3 separate regions of the Mus musculus genome follow, and all the other regions are linked to region 2. The links are chromatin contacts, called in public HiChIP or PLAC-seq maps. All regions are on one chromosome and are shown on one strand. The core of a region is the stretch at or near the end of the contact, and the rest is flanking DNA. Distances in the headings are between cores, read along the strand shown.

The links. HiChIP or PLAC-seq counts read pairs in DNA pulled down with a chosen protein or histone mark.
Region 1: a contact with region 2 is called in an H3K27ac HiChIP or PLAC-seq map of embryonic stem cells, with 6 times the contacts expected there. The contact joins the promoter of Ncf2 here to the enhancer-like site in region 2. A contact is called at or near these places in 2 of 39 promoter capture datasets (cranial neural crest and stem cell-derived epiblast-like cells), 38 of 484 Hi-C or Micro-C datasets (the C2C12 cell line, the HL-1 cell line, the MNK3 cell line and 16 more), 20 of 115 datasets of contacts at active chromatin or transcription factors (cardiomyocytes, embryonic stem cells, extraembryonic endoderm stem cells and 3 more) and 1 of 9 other capture datasets (embryonic stem cells).
Region 3: an H3K27ac HiChIP or PLAC-seq map of embryonic stem cells shows a contact between it and region 2, with 5 read pairs. The contact joins two enhancer-like sites. A contact is called at or near these places in 3 of 115 datasets of contacts at active chromatin or transcription factors (embryonic stem cells and neural stem cells).

What each region holds. Positions count from the first base shown.
Region 1 is chr1:152,797,460-152,802,151 of GRCm38.p6, forward strand. Ncf2 (neutrophil cytosolic factor 2) reads left to right here and starts at 2,694. Exons shown (of 16, transcript NM_010877.5): 1 at 2,694-3,054.
Region 2 is chr1:153,037,359-153,042,010 of GRCm38.p6, forward strand. The region is part of intron 1 of Nmnat2 (nicotinamide nucleotide adenylyltransferase 2); the gene reads left to right. Among named protein-coding and RNA genes, the nearest start is that of Nmnat2, 85 kb to the left of the region's middle. Within about 2 kb of position 2,908, at least 107 of the 459 cell types and tissues checked have an H3K27ac peak or open chromatin away from gene starts, as enhancers often do. A contact at or near this core is called in the HL-1 cell line, the MNK3 cell line, the N1E-115 cell line and 9 more, where this site is marked.
Region 3 is chr1:152,830,296-152,835,223 of GRCm38.p6, forward strand. Ncf2 (neutrophil cytosolic factor 2) reads left to right here. Exons shown (of 16, transcript NM_010877.5): 9 at 57-198; 10 at 398-466; 11 at 1,319-1,394; 12 at 3,028-3,050; 13 at 3,482-3,633; 14 at 3,774-3,885; 15 at 4,732-4,909. Among named protein-coding and RNA genes, the nearest start is that of Ncf2, 33 kb to the left of the region's middle. Within about 2 kb of position 2,171, at least 60 of the 459 cell types and tissues checked have an H3K27ac peak or open chromatin away from gene starts, as enhancers often do. A contact at or near this core is called in embryonic stem cells, where this site is marked.

The DNA.
Region 1 (4,692 bases), core at 1,444-3,943, 240 kb before region 2:
AGCTTTCTTACCTCCTGCATCCTCTCTGTATCTTCAACTCCCTGAACTACTTGCAACATCCTGGAATCCCCAAAAAACACACACACACACACACACACTTCTTCTGGTGCTAAGAGGCCTTTATATTGTGTCTTTCATGATGTTTTTGAAAGCACGACCCTCTCTGGAGTTTGTCTTGCCTTTCACATACTTTGATCTGGTTCCTCCTTAGTGAGAAGCCACGTATCATCCATTCTTCGGGCATCTGGCCTCTTTGGAGTTCTTGAGAGTTTCCATTACCCCCCAACTTCATAGTCCCCAGGACTGTGTTGTTTCTGAGACTCTCATCTCCTGTTAGCAATTGATTAGTTTAGAATCTCACAGCAAAAACTCCCATCTATTTTCCTGTTTGGGTTTTTGTTTGTTTGTTTGTTTTTGTTTTGTTTTGTGGGAAAGGCATACAACAGAACTAACTAGAACAAGTTTGCTGCAGCTGGGCATAGACCCACGCCTTTAAGTTCAGCACTGGAGGCAGAGGCAGGCAGATCTCCGTGAGTTCATGTGAAAGGCAAAGTAATGTTTTAAATTTTAATTACTGTGCCTAAAAGATCCATGAAACAAAAGTGCCTTGGCCAGGCGTGGTGGCACACACTTTTAATCCCAGCACTCAGGAGGCAGAGGCAGGTGGATTTCTGAGTTCGAGGCCAGCCTGGTCTACAGAGTGAGTTCCAGGACAGCCAGGGCTACACAGAGAAACCTTATCTCGAAAACCAAAAAAAAAAAAAAAAAGTGCCTCGGGCCTGTAAACCCTGGCCAAGGACAGATACTTCCTGAAATGACGGAGGCTATTGTTTATGGAAGAAGCAAGTCACGTGTTTTCACTTCCCCAAACAGGTTCAGTTGAGCCAACTACACGAATGTGCTAGATGACATGTGGGCAGGAGGTACGGAGACAGGAAATGGGTCAGGATGGTTGCTCACCCCTGATTGGATCTGATCAAAACACAATGGCCTTATGGCGTTCAGGAATAGCCTGGTCAGAGTCTATCATCCTGGCCAGTATTTAAAACGTTTGCTTTAAATTTGACTCAAAATTGTGGTAGTGGTCCTATTTTTTCCCTCGGGAGGATAAACATTTGAGGCCAGCCTGATCTACAGAATGAGTTCCAGGATACCCAGGGCTACACAGAAAAACCCTGTCCTGAGGAGGAAAAAGAAAGAAATGGTTACTTATTTGCTGGGTGGCACATGCCATTAATCTCAGAAGTCAGGAGGCAGATCTCTCAGTTAGATGTGTTGTTCCAGGAACCACGAACTCCAAAAGATCACCAAGCAGCCCTTTGCGATGTAATAGCATTAGGGTCTCTTTATTACAAGCGCAGGCTTGGGCTCTCCTCCATCCCAATCCTGACACAGCAAGGACAGAAAGGGAAGGTGGAGCGGCCTCGAACCCTCAGCAGGACAAGTTTTTATAGAAAAATAGGAGCAAGGGAGGGGGTGAGGGAGAGGGTGTCCAGTCTGGCAAGCATCTAATAGAATGGCTATAAGCTGAGAGGTGGGTGCTCTGAAATAAGGCCGTATACAAATAGCCTGAAGGTACATCTGAAACAGTCAGACTAATCTTTGATTAACTATTGATAGGAAGTAGCCAGGAAGTGTCCTCTGGCCAAGGACAAGCCGTGTGGTCCTTCCTGGTACGTGGGTACAGTCCCAAGATGGGGTAGGTTTGGTCTCTCAGATGGCCAGTCTGGCCTACTGATCAAGTTCCAAGACAGACAGGCCTACAAAGAGAAACCCTGTATTGAAAATCCAAAACAAAAGGCAAGCTTGATGGCACACTAAATTGTAAGGGCTTAGACTTTGGCTGGAACTCAGAAGAGCCCTGGGAAAAACTGAGCTCGGGTGCTTCTCAGTCTCCTCTCTGCCACCTCCCCTGACCCCTGCTCTGGAGGGCAGAGCATGGCAGAACCTACCGCTCCCTCTCCTGACCCTAAATTCTGATTCTCCCCCCCACCCCCCAAGACAGGGTTTCTGGCTGTCCTAGAACACTCCGTAGACCAGGCTGGTCTCGAACTCAGAAATCCACCTGCCTCTGCCTCCCAAGTGCTGGGATTAAAGGCATGCACAACTACTGCCAGGCTTAAATTCTGATTCTTGAGAGCTAGAACTTCACAGGCCTTGCTGTGTGTCCATTGTATTCCAACCGGCTGGGAGTGTTTCGGTCCAAATGTGGGCCGTGCTTTTGCTGTGGTTCAGACAACAGATCCCAGAAAAGAGGAGGGAGCATGGATGCTTCACTTACTGTCATACGTTGGCAGACACATGCAGAATGACCACATGCTTTCAGCTGCTACAACAGAGGAATCAACAGAGAATCTTAGAGATTTCCATCTTACTAAATGTGGAAATGGTTGGGTTTCGAACTTGGGACAAATGGCTTAGGTGGCTATAGCATATCAAAGCAGAGCTGGCCACCAGCTTCTCTCTGTAATCCTCCACCCTCTACGTGTCACAGAGCCTCCTATCAGGCATACCCTGCCTCCTATCCTGAACTCTTGGGCCTTGAGGTCTGCTCTTCCCTACATAATCCAATCATTTCTGTAACCTGCTGTCTTTGTGCCTTTGGGCCTCCTGGCTGCTGTGCCTGGCTCCTCCCACTCCCTTCTTCCTCCCCTTCCCTCTCCCCACATAGCACAGCTCAGCCTGTTCCTGTCTATTCAGCACTCTCCCGGAGGTCCCTGACTCTGGCTGTGCTCTCTCTCCCACACAGCTATAATAAACTCTCTCCTCCACCATATCTGGGAACAGTCATGTTCCTTTTCCTTTCTTATTTCTTTTCTTTCTTTTTCTTTTTTTTTTTTCCCATTCAGAGTGTGTTTCTAACTCGTCACACTCTTCCTTTTCCTGTGATGACAAGGTCGGTGTGAAGCTTTGTGTTTCGAGCTTGACAGGATCTAGATGAGCCTCAGGTCACACCTCTGAGGGATCGTCTGCCTTAGGTTAACTGAGGTAGAGCATCTGCTATGAAAAGTGACCAGGACTTGGGTCCTCCCTGCATAAAGAGAAGAAGGCTACGTGAGTATGAGTTGGTCCCCTGCATCCTGACAGTGGGTGCCTTGTGACCAGCTGCTTCAGGGTCTGACACCATGATTTATCCACCATCATGGACTGTACCCTGGAGACTAGTGAGCCCAAATCAACCCTGCCTTCATTACGATGTTTCTGTCGGAGTGTTTTACCACAGCAAGAAAATTGACTACTTCACAGCTTCTCCTCCTGTGATATCAGAAACCACTTGGTCTCCAGTAGTCTTTAGCCTTAGATGTCCTCGGTGCGAGAGTCCTTGCCTGAGGAAGCAAGCCGAAGAAACTGCATATGCGATCCCAGCGCAATCATGAAAGAAACCACATAACGTTATCTGAAAGAGCCCCCCAGCACTGCGATGGGATAGCGTGTGGGGGTTCAGCATTCTGAAAGAATGCAGAACTGAAAAGGATGACTGTAGCCCCAAAGAGAGCTAAGATGTGTGGGGCGTGACACCATTTTATTAAAATGTCTTAGATCTGCCATATTTACTCAGAATGTTAGGTGCTAGGTTCTGTGGGAAACAAGGAAAGCAGAAGGGCGCTCCCTGCCTCTAGCACTTACAGCAGAGCCCCTGTGTTCAGGTGCTGGGATAGAGAATGAAGAGAAATGCAGAGGAAGGGAAATCAATCTCTGTGGCCTTCTCGGGGTCAGGGAGGGTTTCATGTCGGGTGTGAGACAAAACTGATTCTCTGAGGACAGGCAGGTGGGCTCTGGTTGCACAGGCCTGGAATTCTAGCTACTTAGGTTGTGGCGAATTCAAGCCAGACCTAGGCTGCAAAGCAAGTTCAAGGACAGTCTTGGAAACCTAGTGAGATCCTGTCTCAAAATCATTTTTTAAAAGCCGGGGAAGGGGCTGGAGTTGGAGGTCAACGGTAAAGTACTTGCACAACATGTGAGAGGCTCTGGGTTTGATCTTCAGTACCGGTGGGGTGGGGTGGGGTAGGCTGGGAGGATGGATAACAGTAAAGTCTTCAGAAAAACGTATGATGAGAATCCACATTTAGGGTCTCAATTGTTTATTTGGTTAATTACCCATTCAGCCAATCATGAGAGTTTTACTAAGTATCCCTAGGAAGATGCTGGCATTGTTTGAAGTATACAGAGCTGAAAATGACCCCAGTCTCTTGCATGCTTAATATGAGGGTTCTTTGAAAGAATAAGTATACCTTACACATTCATTGTGACTAGGGTAGTCTGCCAACCAAATAAAACAGCAGTCATGATTTTAAAGGCTACCTGTGGCTATCTAAAGTCACGTAGAATCTAGATCATTTTTCTCTTGCTCCATTTTCCTTCCTTCTCCTCTGTCTCTGTCTCCAAAAACCCCAGCTTCGCCTCCCTTTTCCCTGTCCAATTACAGGCTTCTTGTTGTATTAACATTCAAATTGATTGGACCTGGAAAATTCTGCTACACAAAACTGCTGGGGTCCCACCCCCACATTCAGGTACTGAGATGGAGCACGGAGAGGCAGAGCAGAGGTTGATGATCTCTGGCCTTTAACCCTCTCTTGTTCTTCTGGGCCAACAGCTGATGGCTTCTGGAAATTAACTCTCTCTTGGTATTGGGGGCGGGAGTTGGGTGGGGAGGGAGGGTGCTGGTGGCAAAAGCTGACAATTAACTCCTGC
Region 2 (4,652 bases), core at 1,658-4,157:
CTAACCCACACCTCAGAGTTTGGGTTTCTGTTACTTTGTTTCAGTTTGTTTCTGTTACTTTGTTTCAGTTTGAACCCCCACCCTTTTGTCTCAGGCCCCTGAGTAGCTGAAGTTACAGACCACCAAGCAGGCTCTGCTGGCTTGTAGGGTTTGTTTACACTGTATGCTGGACCATATTCAAAATGCTTCCCTAGTGTTCCTTAAGGCAGTGCTTATACTGATCCTGTGTGACAGACACAGTTTTACAGGCAGGCAAGAGAGACATCAAAGAGTTAAGTGCCGGCCTACATTCACGCAGCTGGAGAATGGTAGATCTGAATTTGAGCCAGTGGTGGCTCCAGACACAGGTTCTCCATCACCACAGCCTTGCTCTATCTCACCTAATTTCCTTGCTAGACAACCAGTCACCTCTTCCCCCCATTCATGGGGTTGGAGTTGAAGCCTGAGAGAAGGGCAGAGTGGGAGGTCCTTAAGCAAAGGCTTCGAAATTAACATATGAAAGAAGCCAGCTGGCTAAGACAAAGGCTGGCTCAGTCTAGGGGCACACTGTACCCACAAGCAAATGAGCACAAGGTACCCATGGCACATTAAAATACTAATACAGGAACGCTCCCCGGTGGTGGAGATGTGCAGTTGTGTGATGCATGAAGTTGTATGTAGAACTACACTTAACTGATGGAGCAGACCCAGGGAAGCCAATGCCCACCCCCACCCCCAAGCCTCTGCACTGTGACATGAAAGCCCCAAGCATGTGGGCATTGCCCGGAGTTGTCCTCTTTGCTCAGGACACTTAGAGATGACTATCTCCTAACAAACCGCTCCAACTGTGTGGCACCCACCCAACTCCTTGTTCCTGGAAGCCCCGCGAAGTGTCTTTTGAACCCTGGTACCCTCTGATTGATATCTGGTGGTAAGGGAAAGCCCCAGCATCAAAGCTGGGGCACAGGCTGGGGGTAAATAAACATGATCTCTATCCGGGGTGTGCTGTCACCCATGGATCCCGCCCACATCTTTCAGAGGACAGGCTAGATACATGAGGTTACCTTTCAGCCGCAATACCTGCTCGGGATGCTCCATAGCATTCTCAGCCAAGTGTGGGCCCAGCCGCCACTGTAGCTGCCTGCATCTCACCTTGAGGATTCCTGTATGAGATGGAGGAGGGAGGAAGGCAGACACTTGTCAGAAAAGTGACAGTGGATGCCGGTGGGAAGGAACGGTTGGCCTTGGTCGTATCCCTGCATGAGAGAATGTCTTACTTAGAGATTTCTTGCTGTGAAGAGACACCATGACCACTTCAACTCCTATAAAGGAAACTGTTTAACTGGGGCTGGCTTACAGTTTCAGAGGTTCAGTCCTTTATCGCTATAGCGGAGTATGGCAGCATGCAGTCATATGTGGTGCTGAAGAGTTCTACATCTTGATCCACAGTCAGCAGAAAAAGACTGTGTTCCACACATTGCTTGAGCATATGAGACCTCAAAGCCCACCTCACAGTGACACACTTCCTTCAGGGCCACACCTACTCCAACAAGGCCACAACTCCTAATAGTGCCACTCCTTATGGCCCAAGTGTTCACATACATGAGTCTATTCAAACCACCACTGGGAGACCTTAGGCCTTGGATAATAGTCTCAGCAGAGTCATCTACATGACAGGCTCTGTAATGGAGCTGCTAAGGGCTGTTCTTTTTGTTTGTTTGTTTGTTTTTGTTTTTTGAGACTGGGTTTCTCTGTGTAGCCCTGGCTGTCCTGGAACTCACTTTGTAGACCAGGCTGGCCTCGAACTCAGAAATCCGCCTGCCTCTGCCTCCCAAGTGCTGGGATTAGAGGCATGCGCCACCACTGCCCGGCTTGGACTAAGTCTTATAAGCAACTTTTTGTGCTTTGTTGTGAGACAGGGTCTCTCTGCACAGCTCTGACTTGCCCACTGAATGCTGGGATTATGGGTGTATCCCACCAACTTGGCTCTAAGTGTTTAATACCCTTAAACAGAGAGAAAGAGCCAGAGAGACAGAGAAAGAAAGAGAAAGAGAGAGAGAAAGCCATCCCCAGTTAAAGGTTCTCCTTTATAGGAGTTGCAGTGGTCATGGTGTCTCTTCACAGCAAGAAATCCCTAAGTAAGACATTCTCTCACGCAGAGAGAGAGACAGAGACAGACAGAGACAGAGAGACAGACAGACAGACAGAGAGGGTGTGTTAAAATTAGCACTGTTTCTTAGGAGAATTGCTGATGGTATCATTGCTGCTGTTCTTATTTGTGGAGTGTTAGAGATAAAAATCATTTTAGCAAGAAGTATGTTATTGAAAAAGAAATCATGAACCCCACAGGTGGAAATGAACTTCAGAGAAGCCAGAACCCCAAACCTAGAAAGCACTGGGGAGCCACTAGAGTATCTGCCCTCTCTTCTTTCCTCTTGCTCTGTATCTAATTCACTGTTCTTTCTGCAGAATTGTTTCCTCTGCATGAACAGCTCAGAAATGGTCCACAGTAGCCCCTCAGGCCTCCACAAGAGCTGTCTGCACGTTTCCCTTCTCTTGTATGCTGTCTTCTCATCCAGATATCCAAGGCAGGATTTCTATCGACTACTATTCTAGTCCCTTCAGCTAAGGGTGGGGAAGGAAAGGGTCAGAGTTCACAAACTGGGTGTCAATTTCCTATCACTGTGGGTCCCCAAGCCAGTACAGAAAAACACTGTAGACCAAGACGATGTTTCTCAAGATCTCTTCCACAGGATGAAAAGACTTTAAGCCACACGGCAGTAGCACTGCATTGGGAGGCTAGCAGACAGGACAGAGAGAAGCAAGTGTCCTGGACTAGAGCCAGGAGAGTCACCAGCTCCTGACACTGTGCACAAAAGAGCAGGTCAACAATACTGGTGCTGACTCAGCCTGAGGCTCTGCAGGGATTCGCTCTGCTTTCCACTCCCCTTCAAAGGATCTAGAGAACAAAGGCCTATTGTCCAAGGGCATTGCCCAAGGGGGCAGAGATGGTGAATTCCACCAGAGGGCACTCCTCAGAAAGACTTGGTTCACCTTTCTGGGAGCGCCCAGGATTCTCTCTTGAGAATGCTCTTTGAGCATTCAGGGTTAGCTGATCTCAGCTTCAGAGTAGAACATTGGGACCTCTGAAGTGAGAAAGAGTAGAGCAGGGTGACAGGGAGTGAGGTCATGACCTGTGACCTCTAGATGACCTATCTACATTGTGCTCTCAGGGCTCTGTGTGGTGTGAAATACCAGGTGATGCTCTTCTCCAAGAACACCCTCCTCTTTCCTGCTCTCTTCATTCTGGCTGGAGTGTTGGCTGTAGCCACTCCATGACTGCCAGGGAGCTTCAGGGACAGCTGATATGATGAGCTCCAACATTTAGTAAGGGTTTTTGCAGGAAAGCTGCTTGCAGAGTTACAGAGGATGTCAGGGAGAATGTGTGGCATTGACAGCCAGCACCTCTAAAATGGGGGAGCCAGGAAGAGGAGGGACAGGACAAGCGAGGAGCTGCCTGGGACACACAGAAAAGACCAGCATCCAAAGACTCTAAATCTCCAGGCACTGCTCCCGAGAGAGCTGCCTGAGCCACTAAGAAATGTCTTTATGACAATGAAAAGTGACCTGGTGTGTGGGTGTGCAGAGAACTCCATGCGGTCGGACAAACATTTCCCACTCTCCTCAGCCTCCCCATCCTGTTACTTGGTCCGTGGCAAATGAATGATCTGAAAACTACTGGTCCCAGCAAGGTCCAAAGTTATTTGAAGTTTCAAAGCATCATTGGACCAAAAACAGCACAAAGTGCTGCAGTAAGGAAGCTGTTGCTGGGAGAAGAAGGGATGCATGCCAACATGGCCCATGGGCTTGTTGGCTCAGTAGTGCTAAGTCAACACATTCCATAATGTGTCATGTTAACTGAAAGAAGTCTCCTTCCTGATTCTGTCTCCACTTTTCCATTAAAAAAAGCTCAGTACATGTTGGGGAAATGGTGTGGTGCCTGCCACCCCCTCTCCCTCCATCCTGTGAGGGTGGAGACTGGTCCCACTCTCCCGGCACCCTGCTTGACACTGATTATCCAGTTGCTCTACATCAGAGCTACATCCTCTCTCCTCCCTCCAATAAATGGATTCTCATCTTGGCTGTGATGATTTTGTTTCTCGATCTATTCTTCTCACAGCCCAGGGGCTTTTCTTAAGATGTAAGTAGCTGGGGAGAGGTGGTGCATACCTTTAATCCTAGCACTTGGGAGACAGAGGCAGGCAGATTTCTGAGTTTGAGTCCAGCCTAGTCTACAGTGTGAGTTCCAGGACAGCCAGGGCTAAATAGTGAGACCCTGTCTCAAAAATCAAACCAAAACAAAGACATAAGTAAGATTATACCACTTGCTTTTTCTTTATTACTTAACAACTTCACACACACACACACACACACACACACGCTACCTCCCAGAGACCATCCAACATAAACGGTGCCTGTTGATCCAGCCAATGTTCTAGAACTGAGCTCTAGAGCCTTAGCGTCTTGGTTTATTGCACTCTCTGCACATGAGAAGCACAACCTCCAAGCCTCCAGCTCCTGGATCCTCTCCTTCATTCACATCTCCAGGTCAAGAGAATTCTTCTCATATGTCTTCCCCTGACAGACACTGCAGCACAGCTCCCTCAAGTGTG
Region 3 (4,928 bases), core at 921-3,420, 210 kb before region 2:
GTAAGGGGATATGGTCCAAGCTGAATGGTGGGCTCAGTCTTCTGTGTACCCCTCAGGGCTCTGGAAGGTGAGGCACACCGCGTATTGTTTGGCTTTGTGCCGGAGACGCCAGAAGAGCTACAGGTCATGCCTGGGAACATCGTCTTTGTCTTGAAGAAGGGCAGTGATAACTGGGCCACAGTCATGTTCAATGGACAGGTATGGGGGTGGGGTGGGGTGGGGTGGGTGGTTCGGGGAGATGCTAAGGGCACAGAGACAGTATCTGCTGCATCATTTGCAGAACTCCCAAAGGTCATCATCTGTGTGCTGTTTCTACCCATGGCTGCAGGCTGTTCTATGCTCTGGGTACTAATGAGTCTTTGTTTTCCCTTCTGGATTCTGGAATGTGACACTGCAGAAGGGGCTTGTCCCCTGCAACTACCTGGAGCCAGTTGAGCTTCGGATTCACCCTCAGTCGCAGCCCCAGGTACTGTCGTGCTGAGGCCTAGCCTGTTGCTCTCACCCTTCACACAACTCTCTAGAGTTGAAAGGGATGGCCTCCCTGTCATAGAAGGAAGACTCAACAGATCTGGGCCACTCAAGCTGGTATCAGATGCCCAGAGCTGAGCCTGTGTCGAGTGGAGGCAACAGTTATTCTACTGGACTGGCCTACCTCTGTTAGTCCTCCTGGTCAGGGAGACATAGGCAGCAAAGCCTAACGGTTTAGGGCTAGGTATTCCCAAGCCCGCCTCTTCACCAGGGAGAAGAGTCAGCTTGTTTGGTTGGTACAGTGCCACTGAAAAGGAAAGTAAGAGTTGGGGATGTAGCTCCAATGGGAGAGCACTCGCATAGCATGAAGCCCTGGGCTCAATCCTCAGTGCGGAACAAATCAGACGGGAAGCCATATGCTCCTAACACATGGGATGTGGAGGCAGGAGGATCAGAAGTCTGTCATCTTTAGCTACGTGGCACTCTGATGACAGACAGCCTATAGTCTCTCTTCACACTCAAGAACAGCGTGTGCTGAGTCACAGAACTGAGGTGCTTTGAAGTTGAAAATGTCCTGCCAATGGGAAATGGAATTTTCCCTTTCTCAGTACACTCCGCAGCTGAGACAGAAGCGTGCCATGTCACCTGACGCTGATGGGTTTTCAGCATGGTCGAAAAGATGGCAAAGGGTTTTGTATGTGGGCGTTAGGGTTCTTATTGCTCCTGAGAGTTAGCCTCCTTTCCTGTGTCATAGCGTTCCACTTTAGGAAGCCATTTGCATCTAGCTTCTTTCCAAGGAAACCCTCTTGTGCTTTTGTCTGACCTTTTTGTTTCCTCTTGTCACCTCCAGGAAGATACCTCTCCAGAATCCGATATTCCACCACCTCCTAATTCTAGCCCCCCAGGAAGACTCCAGTTGTCACCAGGTTGGTGGCCCCGAGGAAGGAGCTCTCTCTCTCAGATGCTTCATGAAAACAGACAGCTGTTTTCAGAGTCATTTAGGAAATTCTCGTTTCTTTTGCATACCATGCACCTTGCTTTACCTAGCATGCTCCTTGTTTTACCCAGCATGCACCTTGCTTTATGACTACATTTTTCCAGAGCCCTGTCTTGCTTGCACCATCCATCATCCCCCTGAAACATGATGGCAGTGCCCTGCCCTCACCTGCTTAGAAATGAGTGCAGGTAATGGGGCCCGCCAGTGGCCATCATCAGAGCAGTCACCAGGTGATCCTTTGCTAACTACCTAAAGCCGGTGGGAGGAAAAAGGCTGCAGCAAGCGCATTTTCACACCTCAGCTCTTGTCAAACCACTGAGTTGCACATGTCTGCAGAGCAGAGCCCCCAGGGCTTGAACAAAGGACCACTGGATGGTGTGGATGGAAGATCTTCCCAGAAGGACTTCTCATAATCTGGGGTGGGAAAATGATGACTCTTTGTTCCTGGTGAGCTTCAGCAGATGCTCCAGTAGATGACAGAGTCATCCTGCGCACGACCACCTGATGACCAAAGACTGCTTTGGTGGCCCTCCCCTGCATACTTATTTGGAAAGCTGCGAACCTACAGAGAAGTTGGAGGTGGGGTACACTGAGTGCCACAACACTTTTCACTTAAACACAGCAGCTCTGGGCCAGCCAGGTGGCTCCACAGTCAAAGACGCTTGCTGCACAGTCCTTGTGGCCTGAGTGCACTCACAGGGCCTCCATAAAACAGGAACTGGAGAATCAACACCACAAAGGAGCATGGCTTGCCTCCGTGCATGTCAGGGCGTGTGCCCTTGCATCACAAACATTTTAAATGGAAACAACCCGTCAGCTACTTACATTTTACTTCATGTATTTGGACTCTTCTCTACCCCTCCTCCCCTGAGAGCCACTTAAATATAAGTTAGAGATCCATGATCGAGCCTACCAGGATAGAAGTCCCCTGGGAACAAGCATGGCTTCTGCCTACAGAGTGCACTTCTCATCCAGAACATCTGCCCTTGATAGGTATCACCTACTCCACATGTAAATGCCTCGGTGGCCCCATCCAGTGTCCCTCATAGTTTTTTTTCTTACCTTTTCTGTCTGGAGGACACACACTGAAAAGGTTGGAGTACCAGGCTCCTAGGCCTTTGATTGATTTTAGCAAAAGTTCCCAAGGGATTCGAATAATCAGCAGCACAGAGGTTCTTCCATCCTCAGTAGTAAAGGGTCTCAGACTTCACTTATACACACTTTGCTGTGCTAACATAGTGTGCATTTCAGACCATAAACACACACAAAACAGGGCCATGAAATGGTAATCATCTTCCTGGTGCTTCTGCCTGGGGCCTGGGGTTATCACACGTCCATCTTCCCTCTGTCTGTCTTGGATCCTCCAGGGTTAGCTGGCCTTTGAGCCAGTCCCCATAGTTACCTACCTGCAGCGCCCTGGAAGCAGACACCAGCTCTGCTCACACATTTGCGCTCTCTATGCTCCTCTAGATCCACCCTGGATGTTAAAGGGTAGGGAGATGGGCACTGTGGGTGGCAGGTGCCACTATGAGTGTTCACTTACCATCTCCTTTTCCATTTAGGTCACAAGCAAAAAGAGCCCAAGGTAAGTTTTTCCTTGTTTCCAAGTGGAGATGGGTGAGCATGGCTTGTCTAGCATGAGATATCTCTTAGAATATGGACTATCAATGAAAGGGTTGAATCAGTTGCTACCTGACTCTCCATCTACACGTCATCCTAGCCCCTAGCTGAGCACATAGCTCAGTAGAAACTTCTGTCTCAGTGTGCTGGATTGGAGCCCTCTGAAAGACCTCTCAGGGAATGCAGAAATGGGCTGTTTATTAATATACAGTTGTCTACTGATTTTTTAACTTATTAGATTTATTATTAACTGGTAAAAACCAGCTGTTTATTAAACACCCCCCTTTCCCTGAGGCACTCCTGGTGCCCATACACAAAGTGGTGGAAGGCTGTGGTGGTCCAGGATGCTGTCAACAACCTCAGCCGCTAAGGTGGTCTTCCTTCCTCCTGCCTCAGGAACTGAAGCTCAGCGTGCCTATGCCTTACATGCTCAAGGTGCATTACAAATACACAGTGGTCATGGAGACGCGGCTTGGCCTCCCCTACAGCCAGCTTCGGAACATGGTGTCTAAGAAGCTGGCGCTCTCGCCAGAACACACTAAACTGAGGTAAACCCCATGAAGTCGGGAGCTGGGGATGCAGCAGGGGTGGATGATGGGGTGGGTCTTGTCTGATGCAGAGGACTGGCTATGGGATGTTTTTTGTGTTGATACTTTCTGCCTTGGTCCTTACTCATCATCCCTACCAGCTACCGGCGTCGGGACAGCCACGAGCTTCTGCTCCTGTCCGAAGAAAGCATGAAGGATGCCTGGGGCCAAGTGAAAAACTACTGCCTGACTCTGTGGTGTGAGCATACGGTGGTGAGTGGAGGGAGCCGGGACCTAAGGCCATTTTTAACATCTCCTGTATGCCACACATTGGCTTAGTGATGGGGACATTGTGGCTTACAGGCTCATCCAGTTATAGCAGGCATCAGATAGCAGTTATAGAGGACTTTGGATGAGTGGGACCCAGAAGTGCACAGCAAGCCTACGGCTGCCTTCACTAGACTGACTGGGTCAAGGACAGGCCTGAAGCTACAACAAGAAACAGGACTTCCTGGCAACCCTGAGCTCCTCAAAAGCCTGTCTCAAAATATTTTTAAGTCATTCTGAAGCTTTAGAGAGTATCAGAACTACCTAGAGCTAGCTCTTAGGAAAGCTGTCTTAGTAGGTATGAGATAGATCTTCAGCGTTTGTGCTATGGAAAAGGGGTGAATTCAATGCTGAGCTTAGTTAAGGACAGGAGAATGATCAGTAGGAATAGCCATTTGCTGTCTGGCCTGATGACTTGAGCCCGGAACCCACATAGTAGAAGAGAAGTGACTTGTGCAAGTTGTCCTCTGATCTGCCGCTCCCCCCACCCCCATATGATAAAAACTAGTTGAATTTATACCACAGACTGCCATTTATTTGTGGCTCAATATCATTTCCCAATCTGAAAAGAACAATGCCTATTCTACCCTGGGTCTGTGTAAGGTTTATTATGTAAGGCAATTTAAAGCTACATAGGGCTCTGTACACATTTTGGTTTCATTTATCCAAACATTCAGTATTCATAGAATGTGTTAGGCCTATAAGGAAGTATTGAGCATCAATTGCTTCCTTTAGTGGTTTTCAAAATTTGCTGGCTATGAATGAGCAAAAACAGGCCCTTTACCATTTCAGGGTGACCAAGGTCTTATTGATGAACCCATACAAAGGGAAAACTCAGACGCCAGTAAGCAGACTACGGAGCCTCAGCCTAAGGAGGGGACCCAGGTGGTAGCAATCTTCAGTTATGAGGCTGCCCAGCCAGAAGACCTGGAATTTGTGGAAGGAGATGTAATCCTGGTACTGTCACATGGTAAGTGCTACCCCAAGGC